Linked DNA regions of Sus scrofa: region 1 is linked to region 2. The links are chromatin contacts, called in public Hi-C maps. All regions are on one chromosome and are shown on one strand. The core of a region is the stretch at or near the end of the contact, and the rest is flanking DNA. Distances in the headings are between cores, read along the strand shown.

Region 1 (3,363 bases), core at 533-3,032, 230 kb after region 2:
GGAGTTGCATCTCACAGGGTTGTGTAGTCCACCTCCTTTTACTGATGAAAAAATTGAGACCCAAGGCAGTTAAGCGGCTAGCCCAGGACACAAGTGTCATATTATCTCCGTATCTCTTTAGAATTTCAGTTTCGATTACAAAAATTGGAAAGGGAAAGAAGTGGTAAATTACGTGATGAGGACGAGCTATTTGAATTCTGGCAGGAGAAGATCCTTTGGGGGATGGTGGAAAACCCCGTATATTATTTAATTCTGTCAGGCTGAGGGTCAGAGGAGAGGGGGAAAAACGTTCATGAGAACCGCGTACGAGCGGCTGCTTGCTGAAAGGCAGGGGTCCATTAGTAAACATGCATTTAAGGTTTTGCGGCACTGAGGCTGGGACTAGGGGTTGTCTGCTTAGGAGGGGGCCACAAGAAGGGGTTCCTCTGATGGCAGAAACCCGCTTCTTCCATTCCCCATTCACTGCAGTCGCCCGAGGGTAACCCCGACTCCCGACAGGTAATGCTGAAGACTTCTTCGGCAGGCCCAGATTGCGCCCAGCCACAAACACTCCCGACTCCCTAGGAGATCCTTTCTCCATCCCCAGGGTCCTCTGGGTTTGAGGGAGGCAGCACCGCGCCAGTGACCACCCGCCCAGAGCCGTTGGATGCCCTGAAGGAGGAAACTCCGGGCCTGGGTGGGCGGAGGGCCGGGGTCCCTGGAGGGTGCGCTACCACCCGCCTAAGTTCAGCGAGTGATTGTCTCATTGTTCCCTCACGGCGGGGGGCGGGGACGCGCGCAGGAGCGCGCTCGCGTGGGGTGGGGGTCGGCGGTGTTGGTAGAACAGGAGGGGCTGTGGCGTTCCTAGGCGGCGGCCCCGCTGCCTAGGCAACCGCGCGGTAAAAGTGTGCCACCACCAGCGCGCGCCGCCAGCCCCTCCACTTCCTCCCCCGGCGAGGTCGCCATCCCGCCCTCTTCCCTCCTCCTTTTCCCTTTCCTTCTCTTCTCCCTCTTTCCTCCTCTTTTCCCCTCCTCCTCCCTCTCTCCCCTCTTCTCCCCTGATTCCGCGCACTCTATTTAAAACGACGGTTTCCTGCTCCCCAAAATGGCCTCCGCGTTCGACACCTGCGATCACATGACCCGTCGTCCCAGGGGCTTTGGGCCTCTCTTTGCCTAACTCCGATTTCGGAGCGGCTGCCCGCGAGAAAGCGAGAGCTGATCAGTTTGGAGAAGTCTCACAAAAGCTCCAAGTCCGGGGGACTGGGAGGGAAAGAAGAGAGAGAGAGAGAGATAGAGCGCGCCCTTGAAAGAAAGGAACAGGGAAAACTAGAGACCTTGGGGAAAGAAAGAGGAAAAGGCCGGGGTTGGATTTTAAGGTCTGCTAGCGGGCGAAACACTGGAGGTGACGAGTTCTCGCGAGACCTCGAGACCTAGACTTAGGCTAGGGTAAGAGCGGAGGACAGGGTAAGTGGAACTTCAGCGAACTAGGACAGTACTTGGCGCTCTGAGTGCCAAGGTAGGACGACGAGCTGGGGACACGACTGACTTGGGAAATCCCGCGAGGTTAGGGCTAAGTGAGCGCGCAGTAGCTAGGCAGAAATCGTAGCGGCGGGAGGAGTGCGGGTGTGAGAGGGAGGGCACACGTCTTACGTGCTGACGTAGCAGTCGTTCGGGCGGGTATATTAGATCCGTGGCCGCGCCGTGCGCCTCAGAGCCGCAGTTCTCCCGTGAGAGGGCCTTCGCGGTTAACCAAACACACTAGCTCAGCAGCGGAAGACTCCGAGTTCTCGGTACTCTTCAGGGATGAGTCATGTGGCGGTGGAAAATGCGCTCGGGCTGGACCAGCAGGTGAGCAGCAAGGAGCCGACCGGGGTCGTTGCCGCTTGAGTCCTTCCCCTGACCTAAACCTGGCTTGTGGCGCAGCGCTAGTCGGCACCCTCAGTTCCCATTTTCGGGGTCCCCCGGGCTGGCGAGTGTGAATGTCCCGGGGCTGTGGGGGAGCGGGAAGGGGACAGGAGTGTAGGTTATGGCTGTCGCTGGGGCCGGGACCCCGGCTTGGCCCGCGGTATTGTCCCCGGGCCGAGCACAATGGCGGCTTTTGTGTATGCGTGCGCTGGCGGGCGGGGGGGGGAGGGGCGCGCGCTCTCGCGGAGGCGCGCGCACCTCGACTGCCTAGTGACCCGCCGGTGTGGGGAGAGGCTGCGCAGAGGTTCGCGAATAGGGGACCTTTTTAAGGCCCGGAGGGCTCAGCCGTGCGCGGCTCGTCAGAGACGCGGGCGGCGTTGGCGCCTGTGTGAGTGGGTGCGCGCGTGCGAGCGGGAGGAGGAACGCGGCCCTGGAATGTGGGAGGGGGCGGCGCGGGGGCGGGAGGGGGGTGGCCTCCGCTCGGGGTAATGGCGGCGGCCTCCTTTGTGTGGTGTCGGGTGGCTGGGCGGCGCTGCGGCCCCCGAGCCGGAGCGGCCCGGCCCGCCGCGGGCCCGGAAGCGAAGATGGAACGGGCATCTTGTTCCTCTCCGGCTTCCTTCCGCCGGCCTTTTTCGCTCCAGCCCGGTTGTCGCAGGCCCGGCGCCGTGGCTCGCGCGGCCGCGTTTCCGGAGTGGAAAGTTTTGTGACGCAGAAGATTCGGGGAGGGGGAGGGGAGGGAGGAACGGGCCGCTGCGTGCGCGGTGGCGCCGGGCTCCGGAGATCGCGGTTGAACGCGGTGGGAAGACGTCAGGGAGGTTCGGGCTCCGGCGCCGCCCGTCCCTCCTCCCTGGCTCCTGATAGTCACGGTGGCGATTTAGCCAGGGCGGCGCGCTGTTTTGGCGGGGGGAGGGGGAGTACCACGGGTTGTATGAGTGTCCTCGGGTCAGTGACGTTTGATCCGGGAGTCGGCCAGAGGAGGAACCCCTGGAATTGTGGCTTACGGAGAAATGATGAACAGTTTTGTTTGCTGCCCGTGGAGTGGAATTTCGAAATAGGTCAGAGGCTCCGGGTCTTTCGTCTTAACTGAAACCCCCTCTTCGAAGGGTTTAGAGGAGTACGCGGGATCTGAGAGCAGAGGGGTTCTGGGCTGCGGTGGCTGGGTATCTGCATCCCTCCGCAACAGTAGGTAGCTTCTCTCTTCAGAGAAGCTCTTTTAAGTGGGATGCTTGTTGCTTTCAAGTAAACTGCCTATCACGAACTCCAGAATTCTGAACCTGAGTGACACAAATGAATTGTTGTATCATATGTTTTTAGCGATGTAACGATCTTTTTTTTTTTTTTTGAGCGTTTTTTTCCCGTTAATGGATCAATTATATTAAATCCTTCAGATTTCTAACGTCCCATGTTAAATGGAGCACAAAGAAATCTGGTGTCAAGACATTGGGATGTGTAAGGTTAACATTTTCCATGTATAGATGG
Region 2 (3,226 bases), core at 443-2,942:
AAGTGGGGGAAGAGGGCAGACTGAGCCCTTAACCTCTAACCCAAGGAGGGGGTCGTTGGAACCTCCAATCTGTAGCTGGCCAGTCAGAAGAAGCACAGACACCCAGAAGCAAGAAACCCAGACTTGCAATTGGCATCTGAGGTGGAGGGCAGTCTAGTGAGTGGATAGTGTCAGAACTGAGTTGAATGGTAGAATACCCAGCTGGCGGGGGTGGGGGGGGAGGACTCTCCCCACCCCACATACAGGCTAAAATGGATGCTCCGAACCTTAGAGCTTAACAGTGTTTACTTTTTTCTGGGATAAGCAATAATATGTCCAAATTAGAGTAGACTTTGAAGAAACTGAAGCAAAAGCAAGAGTCGGCTGACAAAGTGCCTTTTTACAAAACTTCCAGGCTGTCTGAGAGATTTGGGAGGTGTGCTGAAGGCAGAAAGCAAGACCAGACTGCAATCGTGTAGGCAGAGCATAGTGAGCATTTATCTTGATGTCTGACTTGAATTACCAAATGGTTGGGCTGGGTGAGGGCAGTGCAGTTTTTTGATTGTGAAAGTGGTTGAGAAAATCAGGTTGACTTTGCAGGTCCACATTTAAATCATGAGGCATATATTTTAGCTAAGTAAGACCTGGACAATTTGGTATCTTCTGGACAGATCCGATTTCAGAGCTGAGCTGTACCCCTGTTAGAAAGCTCTGGGTTTATTAGAGCTAGCCATGCTTATAGCTTATAGGTCAGGAGTGAGGCATAATTAGCAGCCCTAAGTTGTGTCGAAGCAATTCACCTGTGCCACAAACAGGTGATGGGAAGATTCAGGCTTCTCCGGAGAAGGTGTTGTTACTCTCCAGCTGGGGATATAGGGACTTCTTTGGCTTAGATGAAATAAGCAAGACCGTGCTAGTAAAAGCAAATTAAAAGGATCACATTCTTCTGCTCTGTGGTGGTTTACATAAACTCGCTAAAGTAGAACCCTTCGAATTATAAATAAAACCCAAAGAGATCCCCAAACTCTAGAGTAAAATAAGTGAAATAATGCCCTGGACCCTGTGTCCAATCCTTGGCTGGGAATAGGTCCGTTTCAGAGAGGTTCTTCCAGAGCTGGATGGACAGACTATTTTTAAGTATGTCTGTTCTAGGCACTGGTGTCTAAAATTCAGGTGAATATCCTTGAGCAATAGCATACTATCAGCTGTGATCTTTTATATGGTACCTTGTTCTCCCTAGCTACATCCTCTGCCCATTGTCATAAAGGAAGATGAAATGGGGCCATCTCCCTAGATTCTTAGTTCTCTCATTTTTGTTAAAAATACTAAGTCATTGTGGACTTTCCTCATTCCATTCAAATCACAAAGCCTCCTCTGGGGGACGTATTATCAAAGCTCCCTCCTCTTTTATATTAGCTTGACCATTAACCCAGAAGACATTTCCACAGGCATGAAGTATTTAACCCTTTGTCTATACAACTTTGAAATGTGTAGCCTTGAAAGTATAAAACAATAACAACTTACCGAGGAAATTCTGTATATTCTTATGATAAGTGTCCTAGGCAACAGTGAGCATACTTACCAGGCTTTTCTGGGGAGGGAGGAGAAATAAGAGTGCATTGGGAAATGTTATGAGGAAATGTAATATAATAAGTCATTGCCCTACCAAGGCGGGACCAGGAAGTAAAAAAAAAATTAGCTTTAAAGCTAAAGGACAAGTGTTAGAAAAGTGAAACTGGAGTTCCTGTCCTGGCTCAGTGGTAACGAAACTGACTAGTATGTGAGAATGAGGGTTTGATCCCTGGCCTCGCTCAATGGGTTAAGGATTTGGCATTTCCGTGAGCTGTGATGTAGGTCACAGATGAGGCTCAGATGTGGTGTTGCTGTGGCTGTGGTGTAGGCTGGCATCTGCAGCTCTGATTTGAGCCCTAGCCTGGGAACCTCCATATGCTGCAAGTGCAGCCCTAAAAAGCCAAATGAAAAAAAAAAAAAAAAGAAAGAAAGAAAGAAAAAAAAGAAAGAGGAGTTCCTTCTGTGGCTCAGTGGTTAACGAATCCGACTAGGAACCACGAGGTTGAGGGTTTGATCTGGCCTTGCCATGAGCTGTGGTGTAGGTTGCAGACAGGGCTCAGATCTGCTGTTGCTGTGGCTATGGTGTAGGCTGACAGCTGTAGTTCTGATTTGACCCTTAGCCTGGGAACCTCCATATGCCGTGGGTGTGGCCCTGAAAAAGAAAAAAAAAAAAAATAGAACTCAGAAAGAAAGAAAAAAAGAAAAGTGAAACCAAAACAAAGGAAATAAGAAGGAAGGCCTGGACTCTATGGACTTTATTTAAAGAGCTGCACTGTGACATTGAACCCATTTTTTAAACTCAGAACTGTTCAATTCCTATCTTATTAACTGAGTGGAAGGTGTCAAAAGTGGGCAGTCCTGTAGGTCACACCCACCCTGGGAGCCATGGGGCACACTGGGTAGTTGCTGGTGAACTTGACTTGATGGACTAAGTCCCCCTAGAACTGTTGCTGGAAATACATGAAATATATGAAATTGATTTTTCCTTCCACTGTAACAAAATTGTGGTAAAATATATACAACATACAATTTACCATTTTGACCACTTTTAAGTGTACCATTCATTTGCTTAAAGGACATTTATCGTGTTGTGCAACCATCACCATTTTCCATTTCCAGAACTTTGTCATCCCAAACAGTATACCTGTTTTTTTTTTTTTTTTTTGTCTTTTGTCTTTTTAGGGCCACACCCATGGCATATGGAGGTTCCCAGGCTAAGGGCTGAATCAGAACTACAGCTGCCGGCCTACACCACAGCCACAGCAACGCTAGATCTCAGCCATGTCTGCAACCTACACCACAGCACATGGCAACACCGGCTCCTTAACCCACTGAGCAAGGCCAGGGATCGAACCTGAGTCCTCAAGGATCCTAGTCAGGTTTGTTAACCACTGAGCCACGACACGAACCCCGCAAACACTGTACCTGTTAAAACAACTACTCATTTTCTCCTCCCCCCAGTCCCGGAAACCTCTATTCTACTTGTTGTCTCTATGAATGTGTCTATTGTAGGGACCTCCTTAAGTAGAATCATACAATATGTGACCTTTTACAGTTAACCTGTTACACTTGTTTCACTTAACCATATTTTCAAAGTCCATTCATGTTATAGCAGGTATTGGAATTTCATTCCTTTTAAAGTCTGCATAATATTCCATCGTGTGTTTTCACCACA

The links. Hi-C and Micro-C count contacts between places; a contact is called where the count stands out from the background.
Region 1: a contact with region 2 is called in a Hi-C map of alveolar macrophages, with 3 times the contacts expected there. The contact joins the promoter of DDX3X here to the enhancer-like site in region 2. A contact is called at or near these places in 1 of 5 promoter capture datasets (liver), 5 of 47 Hi-C or Micro-C datasets (alveolar macrophages, fetal heart ventricle, heart right ventricle and 2 more) and 1 of 2 datasets of contacts at active chromatin or transcription factors (alveolar macrophages).

What each region holds. Positions count from the first base shown.
Region 1 is chrX:36,988,299-36,991,661 of Sscrofa11.1, forward strand. It overlaps DDX3X (DEAD-box helicase 3, X-linked), which reads left to right and starts at 1,783. Exons shown (of 17, transcript NM_001246203.1): 1 at 1,783-1,827. The coding sequence starts at 1,783.
Region 2 is chrX:36,754,784-36,758,009 of Sscrofa11.1, forward strand. The region is part of intron 1 of USP9X (probable ubiquitin carboxyl-terminal hydrolase FAF-X); the gene reads left to right. Among named protein-coding and RNA genes, the nearest start is that of USP9X, 20 kb to the left of the region's middle. Within about 2 kb of position 1,693, at least 9 of the 83 cell types and tissues checked have an H3K27ac peak or open chromatin away from gene starts, as enhancers often do. A contact at or near this core is called in alveolar macrophages, where this site is marked.